Regions from separate parts of the Anser cygnoides genome. Here region 1 is linked to region 2. The links are chromatin contacts, called in public Hi-C maps. All regions are on one chromosome and are shown on one strand. The core of a region is the stretch at or near the end of the contact, and the rest is flanking DNA. Distances in the headings are between cores, read along the strand shown.

Evidence for each region. A called contact is a pair of places that touch in the nucleus more often than the background predicts.
Region 1: a Hi-C map of liver shows a contact between it and region 2, with 2.6 times the contacts expected there. The contact joins the promoter of ETV6 here to the promoter of MANSC1 in region 2. A contact is called at or near these places in 4 of 7 Hi-C or Micro-C datasets (fetal liver and liver).

The regions. Positions count from the first base shown.
Region 1 is chr1:72,625,475-72,630,676 of Taihu_goose_T2T_genome, reverse strand. ETV6 (ETS variant transcription factor 6) reads left to right here and starts at 1,466. Exons shown (of 7, transcript XM_048053632.2): 1 at 1,466-1,803.
Region 2 is chr1:72,235,115-72,240,923 of Taihu_goose_T2T_genome, reverse strand. It overlaps MANSC1 (MANSC domain containing 1), which reads right to left and starts at 4,282. Exons shown (of 4, transcript XR_010832533.1): 1 at 4,022-4,282; 2 at 3,129-3,269. All of the region lies in intron 2 of BORCS5 (BLOC-1 related complex subunit 5), which reads left to right.

The DNA of each region.
Region 1 (5,202 bases), core at 217-2,716, 390 kb before region 2:
GACAGACACTTGTATCCATTTGTACTGGTTTAGAGGTCTGCCAAGATTTTAATGGCTTGTATTTGTAAGGGTCATTGAGCAAAGTGGGAGGGACAGCAGGTACCAGTGAACACAGAAGGAAGGACGTATGGACACCGAAACTACAGGCAGAGAAATGAGATCCAGGACACAAAGCTTCACCATAACCTCTACTTAGAAAATCAGATTGCAACTGCATTGCAAAGGGGAATGATGAGGAGTAACAGGGCTGGTAATGCTGTAATGTCACTGTAATGCCAGTAACGCTGATTCAGGCTGCTGGCAGGTGGCAAATTCTGAACAAGCTTGTGAGGGAATTTGGAGACGAACTAAACCATTCCGGCGTTTGGGCTGTGTGCACAAAGGATGAGGCAGGTAGTTACCTCTAAATGTGGGCATCCATGGGCCGGGGAGATGGGGACCGACTGGGTGGGGATGAGGGAAGACTAACGCCTGTGTATGCAGGGAATGATTAATGAAAGGAGGTAACCAGGACAAATGGCAATGGCTAGGAAAAGTAGAGATACCTGGGTGCAAGGCACGAATTGCCAGAAAGGAGAAAAATTGTTTAGGGGACTGCAATACATGGTTATAACCAGGAGTAATTGGGTGAAACTGGACACGTGGAAATACAGGCTGAATACCTGCCTGACCGCAGGGGCTGTGAAAGAGCCTCCAAGAGGAGGCGGGAGCCCCGCTACCGGAGCCATTTAAAAGTACAGGGGACAGATCCTCTAGGGTGACCCAGCAGGCCCCTCCCACCCCGCACCCCTACGCTTAGCATATTTCCACATTTCTCATCCAATTCCTAGTTCTGATGTGTTACGGTTAATATAAGGAATCGCGAGAGCTCCTTGCCCGGAGGTGCACAGTAACGGGTGACTCAGCACCCAGGGACGGCCGGCAGCGGCCACGTGGGTGGAAAAAGGGAAAAAAAAGGAAACGGGGAAAAAAGTGGGAAAAGGGGGAAAAAAGAGGGGAAAGAGGGGAAAAAGGCGAAAGAGGGGGAAAAAAAGCAGTAAAAGGGAAAAAAGGTGCGAAGAGGGGAAACCCCGCAGGGGCGAGGCGGGGCAGGCTGCGGAGACGGGGAGCAGCGCCCCTACACGGGGCAGGCACCCGGGGGTCCCCAACAACGGGGGGCAGGCCCCGACCCTGCCGTGCGCCCCGCCCCGCCCTTCCCGTGCCCTCCGCCGCACTTCCTGGTCCAGGCCCTTAAAGGGGCCGCGGCGGCGGCGGCAGAACAAAGGCCATTGCTGTCCGCCCCGCTCCGCTCGCCGCCGTGCCCCTTTAAGGGGCGGGGCCGGCTGCCGGGAACCGACGTCGCTTGCGGGGATGCGGAACAGGGCAGCGGCGAGGGGGCGGCGCGGGGGCGGCGCGGGGCGGCGCGGGGGCGGGGCCGGGAGGGACGCCCGGCCCCGCCCCCTCGCCGCCCGGCCCCGCCCTCCCCGCCCGGGCCCGCACACGCACGCAGAGCCCGGGGGCAGCGGGCAGGGGGCGGGCGGCGATCGTGCGCCCCCCGACGAGGGACGGGGCCGGGGCTCCGGTGGCGGCGCCTCCCCCGGGCAGCTCCGCGGGCCGCGCCCGCCGCCGGGCGATGGTGGCGGCGGCGGCGGCGGCGGCAGCAACTTCCCGCTGAGGGGCCGGCGGAGGAGCGGAAATTTGGGGGGGGGAAGGCAAAAAAAATAAACAACAAAAAAAAAGAACCGAGAGAACTTCCCCCTGTGCCGCGCTGCGCCGCGCTCCGGCTGAAAGATGTCTGAGGCCGCTGCCCAGTGTTGCATCAAGGTAAAAATAATAAAAAACAAGCCTTCTGGGTTTTTGTTTTTTTTTTTCATTATTTTAATCATTTTTATTATTTGCGGTCAGCGGGGGGCTCCCCCCGTGCTACCCCCCCGCGCTGTTTTTACGCCGTGTTTACGCACGGAGGGCCCTGCCCCGCGCGTGTTCCTTTCATTATTATTATTATTGTTGTTATTATTATTATTATTATTATTATTATTATTTTCGCTTTTTCTGCTGTTTTTCCCCCTGCGGCGGCGGGAGGCGGCAGCGGGCGCCCTGCGTGCTCCTTTCCCCCCGCCGCCAACTTCGCGCAAAGTTTTGCTGCCCGGGGACGGGGATGGGATGCGCTCGGCGGCGCTGCCGCGGGGGCGCTGGGGCTTCTGTTTTATTTTAGTTTAGTTTAAATTGTTTTTTCCCTTTCCTCCCCTTTACTCCCCCTCCTTCCCCTCGCTTTATTCCCGGCCGGTGGCCGTGCCCAGCTCTGGCTGCGGCTCCCGGTGTCAGGAGCGGAGACAATGGGAACAAAACCCGGCTGCCCTTTTTTTTTTCTTTTTTTTTTTTTTTTTTTCCCATGTGTGCCCAGGAACCCCCTGGAAGCAGCCCTTACCCCACTCCTTCCCCCGGCCGGGCACTCCCTGTCCTGCCCGCGGCCGCCAGAGCCTCCAGCGGAGGGCGAGCACCCGGCCGGCTTCGCTGCACGGTGCTCGCCGGCCTGGCTCTATTTTGGGGGCCACGGCGGGTGGCGGCGGCTTGTACTAAAGAGGCACCCAGGTTTGGGGCGGCGTGGGGCCGTGGAGCACCCCCTGTGTACAACAGGCGTGCGGTTTGCTAAGCAAATCCCGGTAAATATAAAGTGAAACGTAGCTGCTTGGTTGGTCTTTTTTTTTTTTTTTTTTTTCTTTCTCCCTGGTGGATCCTGTGGGAACATGGGGTGTAGGCAAGAGAAGGCGAATGTCACGCACAAAAAAACTAGCAGCGTATGAGTTGTGTTTCCTTATTTTAGAAATGGGGCATTTTGAAAATAGGAGGCTTACTTCTGCTCTTACTGAAGCTGGCAGCAAAACTACTGTTGATTTCAGGAACGGTAACGCTGCTTCTTCTCTAACCCTAAGGTACATTATAGAGTCTTATCGTACAGGATTAGCTACTTAGCAGGACAGATTCAAGAAAACATCTTTTGGAGCCCCGAAACGTTTAAACGCCAATTTTTCATTACATTTCATTAGGCTTTTCTCTGGAGGTGCTCCAAACCCACCTGGACACGACCCTGTGCAACGTGCTGTAGGTGACCCTGCTTGCCAGGGGTTGGACCAGGTGATCTTCAGAGGTCCCCTCCAACCTCAAACCTTCTGTGACTTCACATTTGTATGTGCAGCTGCCTATTTCAAGTGCCATGCTGAACTTAGTGCAGTCTGAACTTATTTTGTAGCATGCATTTTCTTCACGTGCCGACTCTTGCAGCTGTCTTTGTAGAGAGACAGGAACTACCGTCCAGGTGAAGTACTTCAGAGGGTGTCCCGAAGGCCAGGAAAAGCAGATTAATTGGAATGGAGGAAAAAGTTCAAAGGGGGACAGAGGAGAAAATGGGGAGAAGTTTTTTTTTGCTTCTCTCCTGGTGATGATTTTAATAGTTTCAAATATGGGAAGTACAAGCTTTCGGACAGAAATACGTATTTCAAACAGTAACATTTCTTCACCAAGCCATTCTGGATAACTTTCCCTTCAGTTTTTCACACACCCTTGTTTTTTGGGGCGCTTGTTTCAGCCAGCCCGAGCGGAAACTGGTTGCGATCGGCAGCTGGACTCGAGAGGAGTAGTTCAAGCCACGGTGTGACTGTACAAGTAGGATGCGTTATTTCCCAGCGCGCCAGTCCAGCTCGTGCGGCGCGGGGCAGAGGCAGAGGAGTGAGCAGGAGCCGTGCTGCGGTGTGGCTGCTGCGCTGCCCTGAGGAGTAGCCAAGTGTGCTGGGAGAGTGTTGCAGGGCTTCATTAGGAGCCTGTGCACTGGAAGCAGTGGTGCTGGTTGCTGTATTTTGTGTTTATTTTTCTTTTTTTTTTTTTTTCCCCTCCCCTGACACGGGGCAAGGCTGTGTGCAGTAGATTCCACAGCAGCTGGGGTGATGAACCATGGAAAGCTTCAACGAAGGGAGTAAAGGCTAGACCTCCGTTTATGCCGGGATGCTCCATGCGTGGTCTCCCTATCTACCTTATTAGAGAGGCACTCTAATAAGGTTTAGGAAAACTTTGAGGAGGTGAAATTTTGGTATGTATTTAGCTGCTTGCAATCAGTATAAACTTGCAGTAATATCTCGGTTCACGTCAAGTACTTATCAGTGTGTGTGTGATCGTATATTGATACGTGTTTGCTTTGCGGCAAGTGTGTGTGTGTGTTTACTTGCACTAGCTCCTTGTCCAGGAGAAGCACAGGGCTAACGTCCTGCTCTTGCCAGCGCTTGGGTGTGTGCATGCCTGCCTGATGGCAGGCAGCCCCGGGAGCCCTGCTGTCCTGGTGCGGCAGGCAGCGAAGTGTCTGCATGAAGGGTGTACATCTGAGGGAGCAGTCACTGCTGGCGTTCTGGAAATGGCATTTCGGAGCTCAGAGGTTGGTGTGGAGGCTGAGCCCTCGGTGTTGGCTACAACTTCGGGCACTGGCAGGCTCGCTGCTGGGAACTGGTAGGCTTTGGGCTTGCGGCAGACTCCAGCCTGGGACAGCCCAAGGGCTGTGACTCCAAACCGGACTGAGAAGGGACATACATGGTTGTCACTATTGGATGCCTTTTTTGACCCTGCCATTGGGATGTTACATTGGTAGCAAACCGTTCTCTACTCCTGAGCCTTAGCAGTTAACAGATACGTTATCATATATACTGTCACGATGTTCCCCCCACTCTCCTTACCGTATGAGCAAGTGACCCTTATGGCTTTGCCTCTTTTCCTCCATCCGAGAGAACCGAGGCACAGGAAGAGTGCAAACATCTTGGCAAAGGCTTATTACACCAGAGCAAAGGCGCACAGGAGCCAGGGCTACAAGCTTGGTGCCTGGACACTGATGGTAACTTTTTGTGACCAGTTAGGATCCACGTGGTAATGAGGTCTGTCTAAAACCCCACCTGGAGCTTTCTGATTGTAAGGGTCTTTTTTTTTCCACTGAAATAGTAATACCTTAAGAATATCACTGTGCTGTCATACAGAGGCTCAGAACTCAGCAGGCAAATAGAAGGGTCCCAAAGGCCAATAGAAATGTCCCATAATATATGTATAAAGACACGTAGTTAATATATCTATAAAATAAACCTGGCACTTTCATTTCCTTACCCTGATTTACGATGAGACCGTACAAACAAGTGTGTTGGCACAAGCGCGCAGTTGTGGGGGAACTAAAACTGGGAATCTGTGGGGGAT
Region 2 (5,809 bases), core at 3,033-5,532:
TCCAAATGTCCATTCTTCCACTTCCCCGCCCCCCCCCCCCCCCCCCGCCCCAAACTGTACACATACTGGTCTGTAGGAAAGACTTGGGCTTCTGTTGCCACGCTAGAAGAAAGACACTGCTCCAAGAGTCTCTGAGGTATCTGAAGTAGACTGCATGTTACCATTTCTCCAGCAGTCAATGTATATTGCTTCCAAACCAGGTGGGGGAATGTCAGTTAATGGAATTTGGAAGCAGAACAACAGCTTTCTGTAACAGAAATTCAATACAATTGATAATCTTAGCTGTTATCTGGTTCTACACAGATACAAGAGAGAGACTTTGGGTGAACATGAATTCTTAGAAGGACTGACTAACTGGCACAGGTCGTGTCCTCTTTGTCATCATTCAGCAGCCTCCCAGAACATTTAAGAGGGAATGTGCTTTCACTGTAGTTCAGACTCCCACTCTTCTCTTTTACAGAAACAAAGAGATTTATTAACTGCACTGGAAATGAAATAAATAATAACAATAATAAAAAAAGTCCATGATATTCTCATTGTCACTTGCTTCTCAACTAGGAACTCTTATCTAGATGGACGGATTTATTTCAGTTTTATTATACATACACAGAAGCCTAATTGGCTGCTGTTTTAAGATTCCTCCAAAAAACAAAGTGAAAAACAAAATGAAACATCCCCTCCACAAATGGCAGTGCTTTAAATAAGAGCACAGCATTTTGAACCATAGATATCCATTTTTATCCTAACCTTCTAGTCAGGCACCAGTCTGTTAGCAAAGTAAAATTCTAAACAGAGATAATAGACTCCAACCACAAGGTCTGACTTACAGGAAAAAACAAACAACAACAAAAACATTTTTTCTTAGAAAGTGGCTTTAAATAACAAAACGTTCAGGCATTACAAAATAAGAAACTGAAAAGACAGCCAAACTCTCAGCCGTGTCTGCAGTTCTGAACACATCTCCCCACCAGCAAGGAAATGGCCTGTCACAACCACTGAGCCAGTCAACAACTCCTTTTTCCCCATTCCTGATGCACTCCCATGGCTTCATCCATGAGTTTAAATAAACTGATGTAGTGTGACAACTACAAAGCACTTGCAGCATGCTGCATGATCTTCAGTTCACTCACCTGGGCAACAGCTAAGAAAGCATGGAGCATTCACGCAGCATTCAAAGGACAAAGTGTGAGGGCAGCATGGGGAAGCTAAGCTGAGAGTCCTGTACAGGAGTTAAGTATCATTGCTGTTCTACAGCACTCAGATTAATTAATATAACTGCTTGTGTTAACTAATTCTACTCCACAGATTCAGAATCAAACACTGACTGTGTAGTATTCTCTGTCTCCACTTTAGATTACAAGCTCCCAAATGCAATTGCCAACAAATGTTGTGCTAGGTACAGCTGTGGTGCTAGCACAGATACACGTGTTGATAAGAAAGAACAAAGGCACTAGACAAGTCAACCTTTAAAAAGAGATTGAAAAAAATAAAGTGGTCCTGATGGCATCTCAAAACCAGTAAACCACATTAGAAAACAAACCTTAGGTGTCAATATTAAAAACAAAATAAACACCTCCTGAGCAGACTTTTGATAGAATCTACGGGTCTTGCTTGGCTATCTCAGAGAGTGGAAAAAGACAGCTCCACAAAAGTACATGAATAGCAGAAACCAGATTTTTTCCCCCACCTCCAGCACTAGCTCTTTGCCACTGGAATCAGGAAATGTTTTACTTCCCAAGTTACAGGCTGTTTCCATGAGTTAACAAGTTGCAGGAATAGTTTAAAAGAAGAAAAAGGAAAACTTTATTATTAACATTACTTCAGTATTTGAAGTTACTTTATTAGCAACAGAGTATTTCACCCCTTTTAGTTCCTGTTTCAGTGTAACCACCTGGAGATTCTCATTTTAAAAACCAAAGCTTTAAATGTTTGTCATTAAGAACACCACTCAGATGCTACCTTTGAAAGCTTACTACGAACCTGAGGTAAATAAGCTAACAGCAACTTTTTGGCTAACATTAAATGAGTATTAAACCTATATGCAGGACAAAAGCACAAGCACAATTACATGCTTTGTTTCTTTGCATTCCGTGTGTTCCTCTAGGGTAGAAAGAGCTAGAGTAATAAATGTGGTTGTAATGATAATTTTACATGCAATCCATCTGTTGCACACCACTTTTGCCCAGTTCCAGTGTGACTGTGCCCACACAAAAGTATTTGGTAATATTATGTGAATAATCTTTTTACATATCCTGCTGTTGCTCCCTTTATAGTTTCTTGTGGAAAAGTTCTCTTTTTCAGTAAAAGTTCAGACTCTTGCAATACAAAATTTCTGCTCTCTCAAGAAGCCACACTGAAACCACCTTGTGAACTCTTGGCAGGAGGACCATCTAATTATCAGCTTCTTATCTGAGCTGCTTCTTATCTGAGCTGTTCAGACTGGTCTGGTGCAAGTCAATGCCAGTCAACAAGTAAGACTTGCTATTAAAAATCCCACAGCACATGACAGATAATGAGAAATTTGTGAGTGTGCAGCCCACATGCCATGAAGCTTTGAGTTTAGTCAGTTTGCATCTGTGCTTCAGGTTCCCTAACTGAAAAGAGAAAATAATGATTACTACCCCCAATTACTCGCTAACATCACAGTGGTGCTCTGAGGCTTGCCTAATATTTGCTTGCTGTTTCTGCTTGTATCTATATGGTACTCATCAGCGTTGCCTGAATCCTTTGAATACACAGACGGCTACAAGGGCATCATATTTCTATTGCTTTCAGCAATACTCTTCAGTATTATGTACAGGAAATTGTCCTTGACTAGAATACATCAAGATGGAAGAAGCATTTTTGTTTTAAGCAAAGGAGAACTATGAAGAATTCTGAACCTAATGTGAAGGAATTTCATAATGGTTGGGTTGTTATTCCAGCCAGGAAGCTGAGCTCACGCAGGTGCTCACCAAACACTTGCCTATCCATCTCCCACAGAGCAAAGAATGACGTTGTAAAATTAGAATGCTTCGTTTAAAAAATTTTACTAAAAACGCAACCCCCAAACATTACCCAGTCACTACTGAAAAGACAGAGGCAAAGGTGATCTAGTGTGGGGAGCAGTGTCTTTTCCTATTATTTACCTCGAGCTATCTTGTAGCTAACAAATCCTGCTGCAGGTTTCATTGGACAGGCCTCTGTGCTTGGGCAGTAAAACAGGTAGCAGTTTGGATGTGTCCCTGTCCCTCGAGCATCAAAAATCATGAAGTTACACTTCTTGTCTCCTGCAAAACAATATATACATATTTCAGCAGCAAGAAATCTTTATAGCATTTAATAATAAGTTCAGTTAGTTAAATTATGTTTTCCTCATGTGTTGAAGAGGAAAACCACTAACATGTAACATTCCTAAAGGAAAACTACAACATATAACATTCCTACAAGAAAAACAACTCAAGACTGCAAAAGAATGGCCAAAGGCCAACATGTGAAACGTCACACCTTCCTCTTCCTGTACAGATGAACATGAGGAAATAATTAGTCTAATCTCTCATTCTCCCTTCACACATACCACGTTGGCACCACTTTACGTAACAAGATTTTGCTTACAAATCATGATAAATCTGAAAACCTCCTCAGTATACCTGTGGATATACACCGTTCCCATCCTATTAGGGGGCACTTTTAACTGGCTTCTTTTCTACTTGCTGCTGTGCCTCATACCACTCTAAAAGCCTGATGAAAAAAAAAAAAAAGTTTCAGAGGAGCATAAGCACTCTCATTTTTGGCTATAATGAACGTAGCACAAACTGATGGTTACTTCGCAGAGTGTCTGCTGAATTGAGATGATGCCTCTTGGCTTTTGGGAGCCTGTGTGGTTGCAGCATGTAAAACGACCTCCATTTCTGTACCGCAGTTATTTTCCTGAACACTCTGGTATCAACAATCTGGTATCACATGAAGCCAGGCAGGACAGCAAAGTAATTCCCTAGGTGCTCACAAGCAGTAACAGAGAAAGGCAGAGGGGGTCCCTTACCTGGCAGCCCTTTTCCCAGGCAGCAAGCCCTCATACACGCCTCCGGAGCCGAAGCATATACCGGCTCCGCTCCCCTGATGCCTGCGGGGAGGGCGAAGCTGATGTCGACGATGGCGTTCTCCTCTTTTTCCGCCGAGCAGCCCTGGCCGAGGGCCGGCCGGGGCGCCAGGCAGGCGAGAAGCAGGATCCGGAGCCGGAGGCCGATGCCCGCCGACATGGCCGCCCCACAGGGTCCCACGGCCGGGAGGAGGGACGAGGGCCGGCCCGGGGCCGCCGCCTTTCCCCCCGCCCCATCTTGCCTAGCTAATGCTTTTCCTTTGGATATTTTCAGCTCCTCCTTTTATTTTTAGGTAGCTAGGTAGTTAGTTTAGGGCAGTGTTAGTTAAGTGGCCCGGAGGGTAAGGAACGCGGCAAAGGGGCAGTACGATATAGTCCTTCTTTTTCAGCTATCTCGTCCTGCATCATACTTAGAATAACATAGTTATTTCTGCAACTAAAGTAAATGTCCTTCTTAGGGGTGGTCCATTACATGAAGAGATACCGAAGGACAGATTACTTTACACTGCAATGGTTAGAGTAAAATAATGAAAACAACGAGTCCTATAGGACTAAACACCTGGATGCAGATAGGAACAACTGCAGGTATATGTATACATATGTTTGTGGGTATTCACACTCACATTCACTAAATATATACTTAGTTCCCAAATTAGTCATTGTAAGCCACTCTCGGATAGTGTAAGAGTGTGACTCCGGACCCAGTCATATTTCCCAATGGCAGCAGCAAGGCACAGGGGACTGTGCCTTTCCTATGGGTACTGCATGCTGAAGCGGCACGCTGCAGGTGTCATCATCACACAACCATCATATATATATATATATACACTAACATAGATATATATAGCTGTACACTCTGAGTAGTTTCAGATACATTAACTTTGCTACTACTACAGAGGGTTTGTGTTATGTCCACATTAGAGGCAAAATAAAGAATTCACTACCACATCAGCCACATTAAAAATACACTTTTATTGTCATAGTGTTTCCAATTATAAGACTTCATGTGGCAGACATGTACAATTGTTGATAGGTAAATTAAACTTTTCCAGGGGTGTCAGTATGCTGCACATTCACACTTTTACAGTAATAAATGAAAACACTTTCACACAGCGGCTGGAAAGTATACTTCACAAACTATTTTGAACTCTGTTAAGTAGAAGTGGTAAATGAAGCTAACTAAAGTTCAATGTGCTGATCCAATGGAGCTAATTTTAAAATTTGTCTGAGACTGATGGTTAACATCAGATGTCTTTATGGCAAGCACTGGTTAGGTTGCAGCCTTACAGACATCACACAATTTATGTCTGAACACTCCAAGTTCTTCTTTAAGTGCCACTGAGGCCACTCATAGTGTGAATACTGCAGATTCAGAGCTCAACTTTCTCTACTTAATTGTGCCAACAATAGTTTGTTCTTCCTCCTGGAATAATTACATTTCTTTGAACCTATTTGTTATTTTGGCAGGAATTAAGCAGTTGTTGAGGTAGTCAAAAGATCGGCCTATTGTTAGGTTACAAACCCATGTGGCACAGCCTGCAGCTGCAAGAACTGGTGCTGGATTGAGGTTTTCTCCTATAGCCCCCATCTCAGTAACAGTTGTGAGGTGCAGTTCCCGCAAGATAGGAGGATTGTTTTTGTGTTAAATTAAATCCTGGTGGGAATAAGTAAAAGCAACCAGAAGAGAGAATGCTGAACTGAGTTCAGGGCAGAGTTTTCACAGATGTTGGC